Regions from separate parts of the Mus musculus genome. Here all the other regions are linked to region 3. Evidence: chromatin contacts called from public promoter capture Hi-C data. All regions are on one chromosome and are shown on one strand. Each heading gives the region's core, a stretch centred on a gene start, on an enhancer-like site or on the middle of the called end of the contact. The rest is flanking DNA. Distances are from core to core; before and after follow the strand shown. Region 1 holds the start of Ifitm6 (interferon induced transmembrane protein 6). Region 2 holds the start of Ifitm1 (interferon induced transmembrane protein 1). Region 3 holds the start of B230206H07Rik (RIKEN cDNA B230206H07 gene).

Region 1 (3,060 bases), core at 22-2,521, 350 kb before region 3:
CTCTTCAACAAGGAGAAAGCCAGGGAAACTCTGAGTAAGCTCAGTAGGGAGCAGTCAGGGGATAGGAAGTCTCACCACAATCGCTACCACGTGCACTTTATTGAATCCACTGTGAACATATGCATGAGGATAAACATTTACAGGAGGGTAGAGTGACAGGTTAGGGCCTCTGGCCAGGATAAGGGGCAACTCTGAGGGGCAGAGCACATGAATGCTTTCTTCACGAAGACAGTGCATGGAAGAATTTAGTAGTCCATTGACTTTGACAGTGCATGGAGTCCCACCCTTAGTATCTAATAGGTACTAAAGATACTAAATTCGGTACTAGTTTAGTTAATTAATAATTAGCTAACTAACTAGTTAGTACCTAACTAGTGGTTCTATTATCTTTGGTTACCTAGTAAGTTAAAGCTGTATAAAACGATAAGCATGATGTAGAAGATGAGGGAGATGACCAGAGCAAGGATGTTCAGAATCTTGGCGGTTGAAGCATGGGATTGGGCCCCAGTCATGTCGCCCACCATCTTCCGGTCCCTGGACTGAAAGAGATGAAAAGATCAGTGTGGCCTTGGAGCAAGTCATCAAGAGCCAGATGCTTTGCCTCAGTTTCCCCATTGTCCTTCCCGCTCAGTGCAGTCTCCTTCCTAATATCAGGGACCCCTCTCCCTTTCACACACTCAGACCATTCAGCAGACCCAAGAACTGTATGCTCAGCTCACCATGGGGCACCATTTTTTGTAAGTCTCACTTGCACCCAGCCTGGTGCCCCAGTCTGCAGGGTGAAGGGGCATTCCAGAAACTAAGCAGTAAGCAGAATGAATCCCTCTAAACTAGAGTGGAGACAGTCTCACCCCAGAATCCCTGGGCATTCTCTCCTTTTGCTTACATAGGAGAGTCTCCTACATACAACCCACATATACATTCTATATGCTACTTACACAGTCTATACATACAAACACATAAGTACATTCAGGACACCAAGGTGTGTCACACATACACAAACACAAAGCTGTACATGACCCAGGTGTCCTCTGGGCAGGAGGAGCCACAACCACATACATACCTTCTACAACACTCACCTTCACCGAGTAGATGTAGGCAATGAAACCCAGGCAGCAGCCATTCATGAACACTGTGTTAAATGTAGACCAGGTAATGTGATCCGGCTGGATAACATCACTGTTGATGCAAACCACAGTGGATGGCACTGGAGCTGAGTCAGGATCCCTCTTAACCATGTTTTTGTGCTTAAAGGAAGCAAGGAAGCTCTTGTTTCAAGGAAGTTCATATGGGTGGTGGAGTCACAGGCACTTTTATAGAACCATTGTGGTGTAAGATCCACATGCATGGGGAGGGGTTACATAAGATTGCTTCATACCCCACACACCCTCCCCACCCCACCTCCGCCCCCGCCTCCACCACCTCCTCAGTGGCCTCTTCAAAGTTCTACTTTCTCCAAAATTTCTGTTCCTGTTTGTAAACCAATGAACTGTCTGGGAAGTGGGAAGTGAAAACAGATTACTGAATGGTAATCACACTAGGATAGGGTTCAAGAAGGGCAAAAATCGGGAGACCCTCCTATACCAGATCCCAGTTCAGGACTTAGTCCTCTACCTCCCCAGCCCAGGCCAATAGCTACAGCAGCTATTTCCCCAGTCAGGAACCTGAAGCCTTCTACCATCCCATCTCCAGGGTGCCGAAGGTCAGTCCTCAAGATAGGAGCCTTCTCTGCAGAAACCCATGTCCACTTACTGGCTGACTTGCTTCAGACCAGGGCCAGAGAAAGCTACAAATCACTGCCATCCCTGTTGAGCCAGGACCAATGGATGGTCAGTACGGTGCCTTTCAGGCCAGGGCTCTGCTCACAGGCTGGGAGACTGCACTATTTATTTCAGACACTTGGCAGCGCCTTTGCAGTGCTAACTAACTTATTCATGTGATTCCACTTTCCCTTCTCAACCTTTATCCTTTTACTAAAAGACTTGGAGTTTGGGGGAAGATGGATATGTCTGGACCACACCCAGTGAGGCCACGAAATTCGCAACACCTGGTTGGCCGAGACCTTTCTGACACTGCAATCTCTTTTTCTTGCCTCAGTACACCCTGCCGGAAAGATGGCAAAACAGGATCGGAAAGAGATAAAGCAAGTTATGAATGTGCTCTTCAGTTTCCTCTGAATGACAGAAATTATGTTCCTGGAACAGTCCCCACCCCCAGGCCCCGGCCCTCTCCTCACACCACAGATGCTAGGCTACCTGCTCTTACTGTGTTCTCAGAAGCCCCAGGACCAGTAGATCTCAGCATGGCCAGGCCACCAAGGATAGAATGTCTTGTCCTAGCAGCCTGGACTTTTGGGTTCCTTCAAGCTGCTGTGCTTGGGGCTGGAGAGATGACTCAGTGATTAAGAGCACTGACTGCTCTTCCAGAGGTCCTGAGTTCAATTCCCAGCAACCACATGGTGGCTCACAACCATTTGTAATGGGATCCTTTGCCCTCTTCTGGTGTGTCTGAAGACAGCTACAGTGTAGTCATAGAAATAAAATAAATCTAAAAAAAAAAAAAAAAAAACTGCTGTGCTGGATCTTCCTTAAGGTAATTGTGTGACCAAGGGTGTTGGCATGTGGTAAGTTGTACCCATCGGGCGCATGGAGTATAAAGCATGGACTGACTTTCGAAGACTTGGTGTTCTGGTTCCAGTTCTGCTGCTATGACAAATAGCCCGACAATAAACAATTTAGAGAGAAAGGAGTTTATTTGCTTATAACTCCAAGTTACCACATATCATTCCCGTTAAGGCAGGAACTCAGTTAGTCATAGCACATCTGCAGTCAAGAGCAGAGAAGTGCGTGGGGTCATGGCTTGATTGCTTACCTGCTTGCCCTCAGTTAGATCTCCCCTTTCTTCTACTTTTCAGAACACCTTTGCCTAGGGAACAGACTAGATCTTCCTGTATCTATGAGCAAACTAGACACTCCCTCATAGATAGGCCTACAGGCCAACCTGATCCAGAAAATTCCTCTTTAAAGACTCTCTGCCCACCGGGCAGTGGTGGTGCACGCT
Region 2 (2,853 bases), core at 94-2,593, 400 kb before region 3:
TTGTTGTTGTTTTGTTGTTTTAAAGATTTACTTATTATATGTAAGTACACTGTAGCTGTCTTCAGACACACCAGAAGAGGGCATCAGATCTCATTACAGATGTTTGTAAGCCACCATGTGGTTGCTGGGATTTGAACTCAGGGCCTTCGGAAGAGCAGTCAGTGCTCTTACCCTCTGAGCCATCTCGCCAGCCCCCCAGGCGAGGTTTTTATTAGGGGCTTTTTCTACAGAAGAAAAAGGGAAGAGGCGGGGAGTTTTGGGAGGATGAAGGAGAGGCACAGCTCTGAGGCTTCCTGGTTTTTAAGTACGTTAAGGGGGCAAAGGGATGGCATGGAGCACACAGTGAGGACTTCAGACCATGGGTCAGTCTTGATAATGCCAGTATATTCATATGCTGTGATGGCTAATGTTGCTTAGCAACTTGACTTCATCTAAAATCAACTGTAACACAAGCATCTGGGCACACCTGGGCACACCTGAGAGAGTAGGGCGCTTTTTTGTTTTTGCTTTGCTTTGCTTTTTTGTTTTTCCTGGTTGGATTATTTGAGGTCAGAAAAGCCACCCTAAATGTGGGCCACACCTTCTGGTGGCACCCCACATAAAAGGTCATGGAAGAAGGATGGTTTTGCCTGCTTACCCTCTTGCTGCTCAGTTTCTCTCTCCTGTTCCAGAGATATTAGAACCTACTTCCTCAGGGTCCCAACGGACCTCTGTAGAATCTCCCTGGGACTCTAGCACCACATTGACACAGCTGACTTTAGTCTTGTGGACAACGCCTGGATCCTAGGCCTTTCCATCAGGAGACAGTCATTTTAGGGCTCCTCGACCACACCTGTAAGTTATTCTAATAAATCCCCTTCTTAGGACACACAGCAGTTCGGGGGGGTCAGGATTTGGGGTAGAGTTATCTCTGGGGAATTTCTGTTTTATAGACCTTTGTTTTTCTCTCAGCTTCAGCTTCTAGAATGAGTCTCTTACTAAGGCAAAAGCAAATAAACTAAAAATGTAGAATCCTGAGCTCTCGGCCCTGTCTGTACAGAGGGTGGATGTTAGAGTCTATGACAAGTTGTGTGCTCCTGTTCTCAGTCACAACAAAGGGAGCTAAAGAATGTGCAAAACATCATCCCTCCTCAAAGCAAACTCGGAGCGACCGCGTTGTTCCCTTCTGCTTACTGTAACCTATGCACTGGGGAACACTGCAGTCACCTCTCCTTCCCAGTGGAGGGGGTGAGCTGCCTCACAGCTTCAAACCCCAGCCTCTGGGGATTAGGACAGCTTGAAAAGGGGTGGGAGTGGCTCTCCCTGCCCACACCCTAATGGTAACTTGAAACCACTATTTGCCCTTAACTCCGCAGCCCCTAAAAAGCACACCAAATTGTAAACATAAGGAAGTAGGTTTCTGAGAAACAGACCCCACTGGAGGAAAAAGGCCGGCCCACTGCGCAGCAGGCTCCGGACTGCCCAGTTTGAAAAGCCTTCTCATTCCTTCCTTATTCTCACTCTGCAGCTTCAAAAGCCGAGAGATGCCTAAGGAGCAGCAAGAGGTGGTTGTACTGGGGTCACCCCACATCTCAACTTCTGCGACAGCCACCACAATCAACATGCCTGAGATCTCCACGCCTGACCATGTGGTCTGGTCCCTGTTCAATACACTCTTCATGAACTTCTGCTGCCTGGGCTTCGTAGCCTATGCCTACTCCGTGAAGGTATTGTATGGGCCTCAACCTTGACTTACCCAGGTGGTACCTGGGTTGTGTGTGTGTGTGTGTATGTGTATGTTTGTGTGTATGTGTGGAGGGAATCCCAGGAGGTGCCTGGGGATCCGTGGGTCAAGGTATCTCCATCATAGCCTAAAGTTTGAAGGAAGTCTCCTTACTTCCTGATTCTTGGAATGCCCCCCCCTTTTAAAAAAGATTTATTTATTTATTATAAGTACACTGTAACTGTCTTCAGACACACCAGAAGAAGGCATCAGATCTCATAGATAGTTGTGAGCCACCATGTGGTTGCTGAGATTTGAACTTGAAAGAAAGAAAGCTAAATTCAAGACTTCAAAGCCCTAGCCAGAAAGTTTATTCAAGGTCCTTGACTCTTGCGGCTTGCTAGTTAGGAGGGCTTTTTGGGCTTAGAGCAAAGAACAAAGGCTGTAAAGTCATCCTAGGTACCAACTAGCCATTGAGACAAGAAAGGCACGCAAGGACAATCTCCAGGACAAGCTCTGATGAGTAATGGGCCACCTGCTGATATGGTTTGGGCTTAGCCAGATGTCCTGCCGACCAAGATAAACACCCTCCCTTTAGAGTTACTATCACATACAGCTCTCTGATGTTTAAATTGCCCATTTGTGTGTAACTGTGCCAATCCTCCCCCTACCCCCACTCCTTTCCTATATAAACCCCTAACTTTAGAGCCTCGAGACCGACATCCCTTATCTCCTGTGTGAGAGGACCTCTTGGAAGAGCAGTCAGTGCTCTTAACCGCTGAACCCTCTCTCCAGCCCCCTGGAAGGTTCCTTAACCCTGAAGATTAACACTCCTGGCTGGATGGAAAGTTCACTAGGAACTAACAGGAAACAGTAGAGTAAGAGGCTAGTGCTGGGTGTTTCTGGGTAGTCGTGAGTGTGGTAAAGTGGAAGAAGGTCCCTGGCCTAAAGATTAAGAGGAGCACAGTGGGCTAGGAAGGTGATGGGGAGCTGAGTCAGTACTTGTCTTTCCATTGGCCAGCTCCAGTGCCACTGACCATCTGGTCTCTTCCAGTCTAGGGACAGGAAGATGGTGGGTGATACGACTGGGGCCCAGGCCTTCGCCTCCACCGCCAAGTGCCTGAACATCAGCTCCCTGTTCTTCACCATCC
Region 3 (2,982 bases), core at 419-2,918:
TTCCAAGATGAGGGAGGTGTCAAAAAGAGACCTGGGGCCTGAAAGACCTCACTGACAAGTTGGAGAGAGACCCAGGTATCTGCCTGACTGGCCAGAGACTTTCCTTTGATGCAAGCCTTTGGTGCCATCTGCTGGTAGCTCCTTATACATCTTTGGGTGACTGTTAGATACCTTGTATCTGGTGTGAGGACTGTCCTGCATTCCAAATTGCTAGTGAGTCAAATCCTGACAAGGATCACCTGAATCCTCAACGTACTGTGCCGAGACTGAGGTGAAGAGACTGTGCCCCTCAACTAATCCACCACCTACCCAGACTTGGCCTCAGGTCTCAGAGGCTCCAGCCCCTCAGCTCAGACAAGCCCTACAGGACCCAGTCTTTCCAGCAGTCTTCTCTCCAAGATGGTTGGCGCCACCCTTAGGGAGTCTCCAGAACCTGTATCTGCTTCATCTAACCCTCCTAGCCCTTCCCCATCTGCCTACACTTACTGTGGCTTCCACAGAGCTGAGGCGGCTCCAGACCAAGCAGCCTCCCCTGCCCAGGAGCTCTGGACTCCTCACTCCCATGTGCTTGGGGCCCCAGCTGAACAACTGGCTCAGGCCTCTGAGTTCTTGGAAGTTGTCCCTTCTTCTCTCAAGGGCCTTCTACCACCTCTAGGTCCTTTTTAAAAAGTAGAGAGCTGGGTGTGGTAACATACACATTTAATTACAGAAAGCAGAAAGCAGAGGCAGGAGGGAGATCTATGTGAATTAGAAGTAGGTCGACACAGCAAGTTCCAGTCCAGCCAGGGTTACAGAGTTAAAAAAAACAAAAACAAACAAACAAACAAACAAACAAACAAGAAAAAAACTGTCAAAAATCTTTACTTTTAAATATTTTTTAGATTTTCTTGCTTTTACTTTATGTGTATGAATGTTTGCCTGTACATGTCCTACATGTATGTACACCATATACACCACATGTGTGCCGTGCCCACAAAGGCCAGACAGATTCTCTGGAACTGGAGTTATAGATAGTTGTGGGTCCTGGAACCCCAACCCTGGTCCTCTGCAGCAATAACCATCCCTAAAGGCTGAGACAGCTTTCCTTATTAATTCTGTGAGGCACAATCTCACATAGCACACGCCTCATACTTTTGATGTGGCTGATGGATGGCCTCGAAGGCTTCTAGGCAGGCACCCAGTTTAATGTGTTGCTGGGGATAGAGGGGAAACATTCTGCCAACAGAGCTAAGTCCTGAACCCTCAGAACCTTTCAAAGAGAATAGCAGAGGACCACCCATCACAGGCACCTAGTGAAGAGATGGAAGTGTTACAGCCCCAGGGCGAGTTAGCTTGGGACCTTCCCTAACTACTTACTCTTCCCTCTTTGGATGTCACTATCCGGGGCCTGCAAATGAGAGATAACAAACAAGAACCATGCAGCAAGCACTATCTCTAGCATTGGGTGACCTCACTCTGGTCTAGACTAAAGAATGAGACACAAAGAACCCAGGTCACCTAGGCTGGGGTTCAAGTGCAACTTTCCTAATTATAATACAACTCTCCCTGATCCCTACCCAGCAAGTCAGCAGGAATGGGAAAGGTTTGCCCTACCTGTGGGAACCCAGCTGAAGAGGGTCTGTCCATAGGTTGGGTAGATTTGCCCTGGACAAGAACGAAGAATGAACTTAAAACCCCCAAACCTAGAGTTGGTTTCTAAGCTACTTAGCCAATAAGCTCTTCGTGTGTGGGACTGCTGTGACTACTGCTCTGTGCCTAGCTCCACCACCAACAAATATTTCCATGAACAAGGCCCATCTCTGTCTGGGGACAAGCATGTCTTTGTGATCTGCCAACCTCCTGACCACCCACAGCAGGCCATTCAAACACAGGGCTTCCTATACCACTCAGAAGAGGCTTTCCCGTCTTTCTTAGAAAAAGATATAAAATAGTTGACTTCTCAAGGTAATTGGAGGAATGACAGAGAAGCTGAGATGTCCCTTCTACCTGGGTGACCCAGCACAAGATGCACACTTAACCTGGGGACAGTGATGCTTAGCCAAAGTGGCTAAATCTCTGTGCAAATCCCATGAAGGGACCCTGGACATGGGTGAATGCCGAGAAAATGCTTTTTGTGTGGAGAAGCAGAAAGGATCTACCCTGGCCCTGAATGTTCCCCTGGGAGTATTGAATGCAACATGACAGGCAAAACTGTCAAGTGTCAGAGAGAAAGCATGGAGAAGATCTGTAGCCAAATAACTTGTGCTCAAACAAGAAGACGTGAATTTGAGTTCAAAGAGACAATGTGTGTGTGCTGCTATGGGGCATGGAGCAGAGAGGAGTGATGGCCAAGCTATACAGCTCTGAGCATACAAAGCCTAAGAGTCGCTTGCCAGGCATGGTGATTCGTGCCTGTCATGTTATCGTTTGGAATGCTGAAGCAGGAGGATTACCATGAGTTTGAGGCCAGAGCAGGCTTATAGTGCTACCCTGCCCCAAAGAACAACCAAAACTTCTTTTGTTGATCACCACTCCCCAAAGTGCTGTCAAGAGACACATTGCACACTGAGTGGTCTTAAGTGCACACCTCACTGTGGATGGTATTAGGGGCACAGCTGCTTAAGAACTTTCTTCAGGGTTTGAGGTACAGGCGAGTAGCAGGGGAACAGGGAGAAGCACGGGGTCGAGTTCAAGGAGGATCTTTGGATACTTGGTTAGGACTCAGCATCCCTAAGGTGAGTTTCAAAACTCAGAGAGCCCTGCTAGGCTTTCCACCTACAGGTCCTGAGCAAGAACTTTCTGAGGGGTCAGAGAGATGGTTCAGTGGTTAAGAGAACTGGTCTCTCCTCTAAAGAAGCCGGGTTCAGTTTCCAGCACCCTTGCGGCAGCTCACAACTGCCTTAAAATTAAATAATATAATATACAAAAATCTTTCTGTAACTTCCCAAATAAGGCATTTGAAACCTCATCTTCCTGCTTTGAGTGCAACAGTGGTGTGTATGT

The links. Promoter capture Hi-C pulls out the DNA fragments that hold promoters and counts their contacts. Capture Hi-C pulls out chosen DNA fragments and counts their contacts.
Region 1: a contact with region 3 is called in a promoter capture Hi-C map of liver, with 2.5 times the contacts expected there. The contact joins the promoter of Ifitm6 here to the promoter of B230206H07Rik in region 3. A contact is called at or near these places in 1 of 484 Hi-C or Micro-C datasets (the N1E-115 cell line), 1 of 115 datasets of contacts at active chromatin or transcription factors (embryonic stem cells) and 1 of 9 other capture datasets (liver).
Region 2: a promoter capture Hi-C map of embryonic stem cells shows a contact between it and region 3, with 2.5 times the contacts expected there. The contact joins the promoter of Ifitm1 here to the promoter of B230206H07Rik in region 3. A contact is called at or near these places in 1 of 39 promoter capture datasets (embryonic stem cells), 5 of 484 Hi-C or Micro-C datasets (the Ba/F3 cell line, CD8 T cells, embryonic stem cells and 1 more), 5 of 115 datasets of contacts at active chromatin or transcription factors (embryonic stem cells and large pre-B cells) and 2 of 9 other capture datasets (adipose tissue and liver).

The regions. Positions count from the first base shown.
Region 1 is chr7:141,015,621-141,018,680 of GRCm38.p6, forward strand. It overlaps Ifitm6 (interferon induced transmembrane protein 6), which reads right to left and starts at 1,272. Exons shown (of 2, transcript NM_001033632.1): 1 at 1,080-1,272; 2 at 192-539. The coding sequence starts at 1,238. The coding sequence ends at 384.
Region 2 is chr7:140,966,733-140,969,585 of GRCm38.p6, forward strand. Ifitm1 (interferon induced transmembrane protein 1) reads left to right here and starts at 1,344. Exons shown (of 2, transcript NM_001112715.1): 1 at 1,344-1,706; 2 at 2,757-2,853. The coding sequence starts at 1,524.
Region 3 is chr7:141,363,442-141,366,423 of GRCm38.p6, forward strand. It overlaps B230206H07Rik (RIKEN cDNA B230206H07 gene), which reads right to left and starts at 1,669. Exons shown (of 2, transcript NR_033532.1): 1 at 1,594-1,669.